Linked DNA regions of Triticum aestivum: region 2 is linked to region 1. The links are chromatin contacts, called in public Hi-C maps. All regions are on one chromosome and are shown on one strand. Each heading gives the region's core, a stretch centred on a gene start, on an enhancer-like site or on the middle of the called end of the contact. The rest is flanking DNA. Distances are from core to core; before and after follow the strand shown. Region 1 holds the start of LOC123052314 (probable protein S-acyltransferase 12). Region 2 holds the start of LOC123052316 (importin-5).

What was found. Hi-C and Micro-C count contacts between places; a contact is called where the count stands out from the background.
Region 2: a contact with region 1 is called in a Hi-C map of leaf, with 4 times the contacts expected there. The contact joins the promoter of LOC123052316 here to the promoter of LOC123052314 in region 1. A contact is called at or near these places in 2 of 5 Hi-C or Micro-C datasets (both in leaf).

Annotation. Positions count from the first base shown.
Region 1 is chr2D:156,202,215-156,207,644 of IWGSC CS RefSeq v2.1, reverse strand. It overlaps LOC123052314 (probable protein S-acyltransferase 12), which reads left to right and starts at 2,799. Exons shown (of 7, transcript XM_044475453.1): 1 at 2,799-3,146. The coding sequence starts at 2,940.
Region 2 is chr2D:156,496,772-156,502,411 of IWGSC CS RefSeq v2.1, reverse strand. It overlaps LOC123052316 (importin-5), which reads right to left and starts at 3,426. Exons shown (of 20, transcript XM_044475455.1): 1 at 2,067-3,426; 2 at 1,549-1,752; 3 at 448-552; 4 at 309-374; 5 at 10-174. The coding sequence starts at 3,320.

The DNA of each region.
Region 1 (5,430 bases), core at 1,550-4,049:
ATGTCAGTCGATTTTGGGTGGTAAAGAGGGTATGTCTCGCCTGACGCGAGACAGAAGGACGTCCCGCTTCAGATGCCCGATTGGGCCACCCAGTGCGGACAGGCTTTGAGTGCTTTTGCTGTCAGGTTTTCGCCCAATAGTACTCGTTTCGATGGCGAGCAAGTGCGGTGGGTTTCCTGGCAGTGTGCTGGACTCGCTACCTCTCTTTCCTCTCCTCCTGAATGTTGCTGAAACAGTTGTATTTTCGTTCTTGTAATGAAAAGGGGTAAGCCCGGTTAAAAAAAGGCTTCGAGTGTTTTTAATTCTTTTTTTTACATTTTTTCATTCTGTTTTTTGTTTTTGTACTTCTGCTTGTATTTGCAAATATTGTGAATATATCTATTGCAAAAATTAATGTATATATAAATGTTGAAAAACATTAATCCGCATTAGAACAATGTTAAACGTGTATAGAAAAATGTATATAATGTATAAGAAAACTGTATAATGTGTACGAAAAATATACACCAAAACATGTGTGTGTGTGTGTGTGTGTGTGTGTGTGTGTAATACTCCCTCAGTCCCAAAATAAGTGATTCAACTTTGTACTAACTTTAATACAAAGTTGGTGTAAAATTGAGTCACTTATTTTGGGACGGAGGGAGTATTAATCATGCATTTGAAAAATGTTAAACATGTATATAAAAAATGTACATGATGTATACAAAAAAGTACAATGATTATGGGAAAGTAGACATAGAAATATATGTTAACATAAATATTAATATGTATTTGAAAAATGTTAAATGTGTATATAAAAATATTTCCAAAATATATGAAAAATGTAAAATGTGTATGTACAAAAATAACATCAAAAAATTATATGTTTTAAAAAATGTTAATCATTTATTTGTAAAATTTTAAATGTGTATATAAAAATGCTCCTAATGTATTAAAAATGTAAAATGTGTATAGATAGAAGTAGATATCAAAAAATACATGTTTAGAAAAATGTTAATCATGTATTTGATATTTTTAAAGATGTATGCGAAAAATGTATAATGTGTATGAAAAAAGGTAGACATAAAAAAATATGAGTTTTCAAAAATGTTGATCATGCATTTGGAATTTGTTGACCTCGTGCATTATTATTTTTTGAATGTGGATGTAAAAGGTTGACATCGAAATGTATATTTGAAAAAACTATTAATCATGTATTTGAAAAATGTTCAACGTGTATTAGAAAAATGTTTCTGTTGTATATGCAAACTGTTTCGTGTAATTGAAAAAAATGTTAAACGTTAAGAAAATATATCCAGGTTCTATAAAAAAGAAAGAGAAAAAACCCAATGAAAATCAACAAAGGAAATAGCAAAAGAAAGAAAACCAATTAAAACCAGTGCAAAAGAATGAAAATGGTGAAAACCTAGAAAGGAACAAAGAAAAACTAAGAAACTCGATAAAATCAAGAAAGAGACAAAGGAAACGGAAGAAAAATAAACAAAATAGGAAACAAAGAAAAACATTGAAACGGAGAAAGAAACAAAAAAACCTAAGAAAAAGAAGAAAAAATAAGGGGAAACCCAATAAAACCAGGGAAAGAAACGAAAAAGATCTAGTGAAAAACTTAGAAAAAATTAAAAAACCAAAAAACAAGTGAAGAAACAAAAGACCAGAAGAAACTAAATGGAAGGAAACAAAAAACAAACAGAGAAAACCGAAGCAACATCAAACCAGCGACAAGCGAGCGAGGTATGCATGAATATGGGTTGGCCCAATAGTGTAGCTTGCAGGAAATCTTCACGCGAGACTTTCTTCCATCTCACGTTGAACGAGATATAGCTCCCGCGGGTAAAGAGCAACTGTCACCCCTACACCCTGATGTGTGCGGTGGACTTGGCAGTGTGTGGGTTGTGGCACGTGTGGTTAGTGTCGTCCGTGGCCCAGACCAGTGTGCGTGTGTATAATGTTATTTAACCCTGAATCCATGTACGGATTGAGGGCATGTCGAGTGTTGCCTTGTCTCCCATCTCTTTGCTTCTTAAACTCACCTACTTACTTGGCAAGTCTTCTTCTCACCCTCCTTTCGCTTTTTCCAATCACCTTGTGTAATGTCAATCCGATGTTTGGGTTCGTTACAATTGGTTATTAGAACCACTCCGATCCGCCCTAAAATTTTCCGTCACCACTCTCTGATCCTCTTGGCAAGTTGGGTAACATCTACCACTTCGGGCGTGGACTCGCCCCGGTGAGACCATCCAATATCCTCGAACCTATACATTTTGGCAACCCTTGGGGGTGGTTACCGGAACTGGTACAAATCGCTCGGGGCAATCTCCGCAACCACATTGGAGACCCTGAAGCTTGTCCCGGAGCTTTTCCACCACAATGATTGAGGATTGAAAGAGGACATTTGAGATGTGATTGGTCGTTGTCCGCGGACGCGCAAGTCGGATTTGATGTATCGGGCATAGATGCTCTTGCTTTTCATTCTTCAATCCTTTTCACATTCCTAGATCTCTGCGGAAGCAAAGCTTTCCCCCAGCGGAAGCAAAGGCTAACCTTTGCGCAAAGGTGAACCAAGACACGAACTGGGATACGGACATGAGTGGGCACGCTCATCTTCGCAGAACAAACTGACCCGCCGCTACGACGAGTCACGACTGAACCCACCCAACCAAGCGGTCGCTGCTGTGTCGCAGCCAGCGGGGCCCGTCGTCATCTCGGCAAAGCAAAGATTCGCATAGTCACGGCACGTCGAGGCCGAGCTGCAGGGCACTTCGCCCTCCAAGCCGCCGACAATGCAGGCCCACCAACCCTGACCGCAACAGGTTGGGCTAGGCAGCTTGCAATACGCTCCGGGAAGAAGCGACGCACCAGACCCCGCCTCGCACGCGCGCCGCCACCGCCACCGCCACCGCCACAGCCACCTGCCCCGCCCCGCCGGCGGGCCAGACGGCATGGAGTGCCTGAGGCGGGTGAACCCGTTCCGCGCGTGCGCGGGGCTGCGGGTTCTGGGGTACCTCATGCTGGCGCTCGTCGCCGCCATCGTCGCCGCCTCCTACTACGCCGTCGTCGTCTACGCCTGGGGCCCACTGCTCCTACGCGGGGGCAACGGAGGCACCGTAGCCGCGGCCGCTTTCGTCCTCGCCGCCTTCCACCTCCTTGTAAGCGCCGCCACCCTGTCTCTCTTACTGTCTAATTTCAGTAGGATTTTTTTGCGGATTAATTTCAGTAGGAATTCGTCATGTGGTGCTAGGTAGTAGCCTCTGTTTTTCCTTCAACTGCAAGGCAGCTTAGTCATTTGTGCGAGCAGCTAATTGTGCAATATGGATCTTAATTCATGTTACAAATCATTAATGTCTTTCGGATTAACACATGATAGATGTCTATGCTCCAGCATCATATATTTATTGAACAAATTATGTCTCGAGAAATACTGTATATCCTTCGAAATTACATTTTGAGGGCCCTTTCTTATTGTTGACTTTGTGCATTGAGTAACTCAAATATATAAGAACATCACCACATGCAATGGTTATACTCTTATTCAACTATTTTTTTCATGCTTCAAGCGATTGATAGATATATTATGGTCAAACAAGTCAGTAGCATATATATCGAACCATATCTGTCGAACCATATCTGACGATAATACCTAGACGTGATATTTTGAGCCTCTATTCTTGTTATTCACCAAACTGTATTTAGTACTCCCTCCGTTTCTAAATATAAGCCTTTTTAGAGATCTCAGTACGGACTACATACGGATTTATAGTCATATTTTAGAGTGTAGATTCACTCATTTTGCTCCGTATGTAGTCCGTATTGGAATCTCTAAAAGGCTTATATTTAGGAACGGAGGGAGTAGCTTTTAGATTTTCGGTTCGAAATATTGAGCATGACAAAGGATGTGCTGGTTTCTTCCAATTAGACTGAATTATTCACCATAGCCAAAACAGCCAGCATATATACAGTACAAAGGATGTTAAGGTAGGAAGGAAGGCAACATATGTATTATCAAGGCCAAAACAGCCGGCATATATACAGTACAAAAGAATGCCAAAAGGCAGTAATACGAAAGGCCAAAGGCCATCTGCACTATAACCCTAACACCCCCCCCTCAAACTCATGGTGGATCCACAACACTGAGTTTGGAAAGGCGAAATCCATGTTGCGCTCTAGTCTGGGCCTTCGTGAAGAAGTCTGCTAGCTGTAACTCAGAAGGCACATACTGAAGAGCAATAACATGGTCCTGCACAGCAGCGCGCACAAAAAAGGCGTCAACACCAATATGCTTGGTAAGCTCATGCTTCACGGGGTCCCGTGCAATACTGATAGCACCTATACTGTCTGACAAAAGGGTAGTAGGTGTAGTAATAGAAACACCAAAGTCCTCCAGTAACCATCGCAACCAAGTCACCTCTGCCGTCAAAAGAGCCATAGCTCGTAACTCGGCCTCTGCACTCGAACGGGAAACTGCGGTCTGTTTCCTTGTCTTCCAGGCTATGAGCGAACCACCAAGAAAAACACAGTAAGTAGAAAGTGAACGGCGATTCGAAGGATCACTAGCCCACGTAGCATCCGAATAGGCCTGGAGCTGGAACGAGCTGGAACGGGGAAAAAAGACGATGTGAGATCGTGCCACGAAGATATCGTAGAACACGAAGAAGGTGACTATAGTGAACTGAAGTGGGAGCAGAAACAAACTGACTCAGAATATGGACAGGATAGGAGATATCCGGACGAGTGACAGCAAGATAGACAAGACTCCCAACAAGATGACGGTTACGCGTCGGATCAGACAAGAGTTCACCATCAGAAGCGCGAAGGTGAACATTGAGCTCCATAGGAGTCTCAACAGTGCGCTCATCACTAAGAGCCGCACGAGCAAGAAGATCCTGGATATACTTTTCTTGAGAAATAAAAAAGCCATCGACGGTGGAGGAAACCTCAATCCCAAGAAAGTAACGAAGAGGACCAAGATCAGACATAAGGAACTGCTCATTGAGACGGGCCTTGACAAAGGCAATATACTCAGAATCGTCGCCAGTGATGATCATGTCATCAACATATAGAAGAAGAAGAGTACGACCACGAGTAGAAAGGTGGACAAACAACGCTGGATCATGATCACTGGGTGAAAAACCCGCTGCAGTGACCACGGAGGCAAAACGCTCAAACCAAGCACGAGGGGCTTGCTTAAGACCGTAGAGAGAGCGACGAAGATGGCAAACCATGCCATTAGGAACTGAATACCCAGGTGGTGGCTGCATATAAACCTCCTCACGCAACTCACCATTAAGAAATGCATTCTTAACATCAAGCTGAGACACAGACCAATGGCGAACAGAGGCCACAACAAGAAGTGTGCGGATAGTGGTCATATGGGCCACGGGAGCAAATGTTTCATCATAATCATGACCATGCTCCTGCTGAAAGCCACGAGCC
Region 2 (5,640 bases), core at 2,177-4,676, 290 kb before region 1:
GATACTAACCTGCTTGGCATCATCCCTAAATTTATCCTTGCCTACAGCCATTCCAACAAGACTTATACACTCCATGGACTTGGCACGGAGCATCCTATTAGACTTGTCAGTTGCATTCATCAAAATAGCTTTCAGGTACGGCATAACAGCATCATAATATTTCTTGAAGTGGTCCTGAAAAACAAAGTGTATCATACATCATATAATATTATGAAGTCATCATGATCAATTAGCTATAAATCATGAAAGTGTTGCAGCCATTAAAGGTGATATTGAATGTAGCTGTTAACTTCCACACAAGCAGTTACCTGCGATGAATCAGCTACTGATGCTAAAGCTGTCAATGCTCCCTCTTGCACCATTTGCTTACCATTCTGAAAACAACATGAAAGGTTAACATATTTTCTACCTGTACAAACAGTGGCGCAAGGGAACCTAGATGCATACCTGGAGAAGAACAAGTAATTTGCTAACAATTCCATCCAGGTACGGTGTCAGAATTTCGGGCGTGCAATTCTCGCTGAAATTCAAGATTGCAGACGCAGCATGTGCCTGTCAAGAAAGATAATAGACACAATAAATCAATATTACAGCATGTGCTTGTCAAGAAGGATAGTAGACACAATAAATCAATATTAGATTAGTAATTAAACCCTAATGTGCATAGTACACATAGGGTACAAAATTTCTTGGCAATAACAGAAGGACAATGAAATTCAAAAAAGTGGTAGCACAATGCATGCAAAACTTTAAACAGAAGCAGTTTCAAACGCACAGTAAACTAAACACCAGACTTGGTGAGTTAATATAGTACTGCATGCAGGCCATGTGAATTTCTCTGTTGCACCTAGAAACAGTTTCTCTGTTGTGGATCCGACATGGAAAATATTCAGAAAAATATAAAAAACAATACTGATATTAATCAAGATGGAATACAAAGGGGCCAGCCAACCAGAAAAACATAAGATAGGGCCAGAATTTGGACTTCTATATGAAATTTATTAATCAATCAGCTTATTTACAAGTTAGGAGCATACTTCACAATAGTTGTGTGAGACATTTCCTAGAGGTGCTTTACTACGTAGACTTGATCAGAACCATTCCGAAAGTAAATGTCAAAGTATCTAATGTATAACAGGTAGCAGAAAAACCTGGAGAATACAAAGGAAATTTATGTTTTTGTTACATATCTCAACAATGATAACGAAATACCTAATAATTTGTTACAACTAGAGCACAAATAGATTGAATTCTTTATCTAATGAAGAATGTCTCGAGCATAAAGGAAGTATGTTTCTTACATCTGACTGTACTATGTCTCTACTGAGATAATCTCAACCGCATAAGCACTAAAAACTCGTTATAGATTGAATCTTTATCTAATGAAGAATGTCTTGAGCTTAAAGGAAGTATGTTTCTTACATATGAATGTACTATGTCTCCACTGAGATAATCTCAGCCACATAAGCACTAAAAACTCGTTATAAATAAAAACAAGGATTTTCTGAGTCAACTGATCAAGTTTGATGCTAGTATTTTAACACTTGCCTGCACCCGTGGATTCTGAAAATCATCCATGGCGTTAGCCAATGCAGGCAGCACCTTCTGGTGGTACTGAACCTGCAAGTCTGGGCCCAAATCTGTAGACAGCTGACCAATGGCATTGATTGCAGCCCACCGCACTCGAGGATGAGGGTGTTGGAATCCGTTCAGTATCATCGAAACCACCTGCTCCAAGTTTTTAAGCATAACCTGACGGCAACAAACAGCAACTGGTGAGGAGATGATCAACTTTGGTTATTTCCTACTTGCAAAAATGATATAGAACGAAACACATTTTTGTGGCCTAACGCTAGCAAAAATGTTTTATAGGCATGGCAACTCAGAATTTGTAAATGAGGGATCAAGGTAAAAGTATGGCATCCACTATCTTGTTTCCATATTACTAATTTAATTTCTAATTCAACAATGTTAATGAATGGATATTGCTTTTAAGCATTTCAATGAGGTTTTGAAGTAACAAACTATTGCAATGGTAATCAAAAGGCCGAAGTTATTAGGCTAACCTTTGCACATCCCTCTGCAATCTGTGCAAGAGTGATGAGCGCAGCATGGTGCTTCTGCCACTCTGGAGCAGAAAGATATTGTGGGAGCAGCTCAGATGCAATCGGCACGACTGCATTCCCACCAATGGCAATGGCAAGACGGTCAAGGCACTCCTGCGCCACTCCATAGTTGTTCCCTTCACCTGCATCTTCGTCCTCGGTTTCAGCAGTGTGCCAGGCAGGGTCATCCTCTACATCAAGCAACATCTGCATAAGTACTTGGAAGAGCCTGCCAACAAACTGTGGGAGCCGGCGCATCATTCCTGGTGCACGCTCCCTGGCCTCAGCAAGAGTAATCACAAACTCGACAGCCAGGTGCCTAGTTCCATCCTCCAACTGTGCAGCTTCAGCTATTTGCAGCATTGCTCCTGCCACATCGGCAATCTGTCGCCGCAGGAACCTTGGCTCTGCACCAGCCAGCTCCACAAGCAGCTCCAGTGCCTCCTGTGCAGATGCCTCCTGGGACGAATTCAGGCAATCCGTGAGCGCCCTCATCATCGCAGGCAGCAAGTCCTGCATCTTATCTCTATCCGCGTTAGTGGGCAGGCACTGAACGAGATTAACGGCGGCGCTCAGCGCGGCGATGCGAACATCAGGCGAGGTCGGGTGCGCCAGGGCAGATGCTAGAAGGTTGTGGATGGTCATCAAATGGTCGAGAAGAGATTCGGCGATGTAATCCGCGAGGCGCGCGAAGATGAGCAGCGCCGACTCCTGCGGGTTGGGCGCCTCGGGGGTGGAGGCCGCGCGGAAGAGGAACGGCAGCAGCTCGGCCCAGGTGTTCTCCGGGAGGAGGAGCGTGGCGAGCTCGGATATGGCGTCGCAGACCTTCTTGGCGATGGGCTTGGGGGGGTCGGACTGGAGCGCGGCCAGGAGGTGGGCCTTGAGCGCTGCCTGGCCGTCGGGGGAGAGGAGGGGCCAGAGCGGGGGCGGCGCGGCGGCGGAGGAGTCGGAGGAGGCCGTCGGGGAGAGGAGCTTGCGGAGGAGGACGGCGGCCATGGCGCGGAGCTCGGCGGGGGTGGCCGGGGCCGCGAGCGAGGAGGCGAGGCGCAGCGCGAGGGGCTCCGGGTGGGAGCCGCGGAGGCGGTGGAAGGCGGCCTCGGCGGCGGCGCGGTCGGCGTTGGAGGCCGACATGAGCGTGGAGAGCAGCGCGTCGAACGCCGCCGGGTCGCCGCCCAGCAGCGCCGCGGCCGCGGCCTGGTCTTCGGCGGACGCCATCGGATCGGGCGCGGGCCGAGGCGGCGGCGGGGCGGCTGGCTAGGGTTTTGCGGGGGGAGGCGGCGGGAATGTGGAAGGGATGGTGGACAGGGGACGGGCGGAGGCAGAGACTCGGGATGGGTTTAATAATATATGGGTAGGGTTTGGGGAGGTGCGGCTCGGGGGCAGCGGCGGGTGGGGCAGAGGCAGAAGGAGACGAGGACGGCGGGGGAAGGGGTTTGGTTTGGTTTGGTTGGGCGGGGGCGGGGCCGGGTCGAGCTGGATTGGGTCCGCGAGGGAGGGAATTGAGGTTTGGGTTCGCGGGATTCCTTTGCTCCTGTCTGCCTTGCCGCTTTTGATTATTCCGTCCATTTTATGTCGACTCGCGTCGGAGATGATTTCGTTCGTTCTTCGCTTGCTTCTCCATCCAGGTCGCGCCGGGTTCTGGGTTGTTTTACTACTGGCAGCGAGGCCGCTGTGCTGTGCGCGAGGTGAGCTGGGGATGGAATGGAAGGGAGTGATTGGCCATTGATGGGTACAGACAGGCGGCCAGGTTCCATCGCGCACAGCCTCATGATTGATCGCGTGGTGGGTGACAGGGAACACAACTGGCGCCTCCTAGGTGGCTAGCTTGGGGTTGGGGATTTCTTTTACTCTGTTGGAGTACCTCGTTTTTCCAGCTCTTTCTGATGTGGTGCTTTTCTTTTGGCACGAGAAGGCTAAACTGGTTTGCTATCAATACTTGGCAACTCTAAAATTTGGCTGTCAAAAACGGTTCTTGTCAATCTCTAGAATAGTTCTTAGTTTTGACGACTTTTGATTTTGCGAAATGTTGGCATCAAAACAATTAGCCTTGATATCCCCTCACGTTCTCAAGACTACGGTGGAGGAACGTCCAATTCGCATTGTTGTACGTGCGTCATCAAGTAGCACCAAGCAACCCCATAGATACAAGACGCACTCGGGCCTGGAAGTATCATTTTGACCCGGTGCAGGTGTTTCGTATCAGCAGTGATGTCGAGCAACGGTATTTGTTCGCTGGGCGTGCGAGTGGCAGATCAAGACGGTGAGGCACGGGGCGGGGGCTTACCCAGGTTCAGGCCCTCTAGGAGGAGGTAATGCCCTACTCGTGCCTCGAGTTGTTTATATTTCTTTCGTCGAGGATCGTGAGGATCATTGAAGAGTTCTGGCGCACGAGTTATAAGCTCTATTCCTGGAGGCGGAGACAACTGACTTGGGTGGTTCTCTATATCTCTAGGGTTTTCTTCCCCGTCTGTCTTATATCTTTGATAGAGTTGGGGGTACATCATTCACCTAATGGGCTAAGGCCAACCCTCTGGAGCCCACAAGCTCTCGGGGTCTCTTTGTCCTTCTAGTTACTGAATCGTCTGTCCTCCTCCTCCGGGCCCACTCTGAGTGGAAGTAGGATGTTTCCCTCATCAATGCCCCCCCGAGTTTCACAAGTCCTTCTTAACGGGAAGCCATGCAGGACTTCTTAAGGTCCCGCAAAAAAAAGAACACAGGCGAGAATGAGATGTGATAGTTGATCATCGCTTTTCCTTCAAGGCGAAGGCGCCGTGGAGGTTTTTGAGCTACTTCGGGAAAAGCTTGGCAGTATTCGATGGCTCCCAACGCATGGGATTCCGGCTACTGGCCCGTTGTAGGGCATACCACGAAATCGGTTCGAGTTCTGGGTGACGCTTGTTGGATCAAGATTGTCGGTCCCAGCTTGTGCCCCAGAGGTTTGCCCCAACATTTTTGTCATCAACCGAGCTCCTAACCACAAAGTCGATGCCCCTTGATCGGGGTACATCTCCCGACTCCAGAGGGCACGTTGTGACCACCCTTCATCTGTGTGTACCTAGACAATTCCGACTAGGGTTCGATATTACAAAGAGATGAACAGGGTGTTGGCGATGATGATGATGAAGATCAATGATGGAGCATCCTTGATCTGATTGATAGTTTGGTGGTGCCCTTCTGCTAATTCCCGTTTTGGGTCCCTTCCAGAGGTGAGGCTTTTGGGCTTTGGAGGGTGGTTCTCATATCTTTGTTCGTCTTTTACTAGATTAAAAAGTACGACGTTGAAGTATGATACCTTACTTGCATTTTTCTGAGTTTATAAATTCATATGAACTCGGAAAATTTCAAATAAGATATTAGAATGTTTAGAAAATATCACTATATGTGCAAGTCATTTTTATCCATGAAAAAATAGTGTCTATACCTTTTTAGGTTTAATAACATTAATGACATCAATAATCTCGGGTAGTTTAAACAATATTTTTGTCCTGAATGCAAATAACATGCACATAAAGGTAGTATTTTTGTGAATATTTTG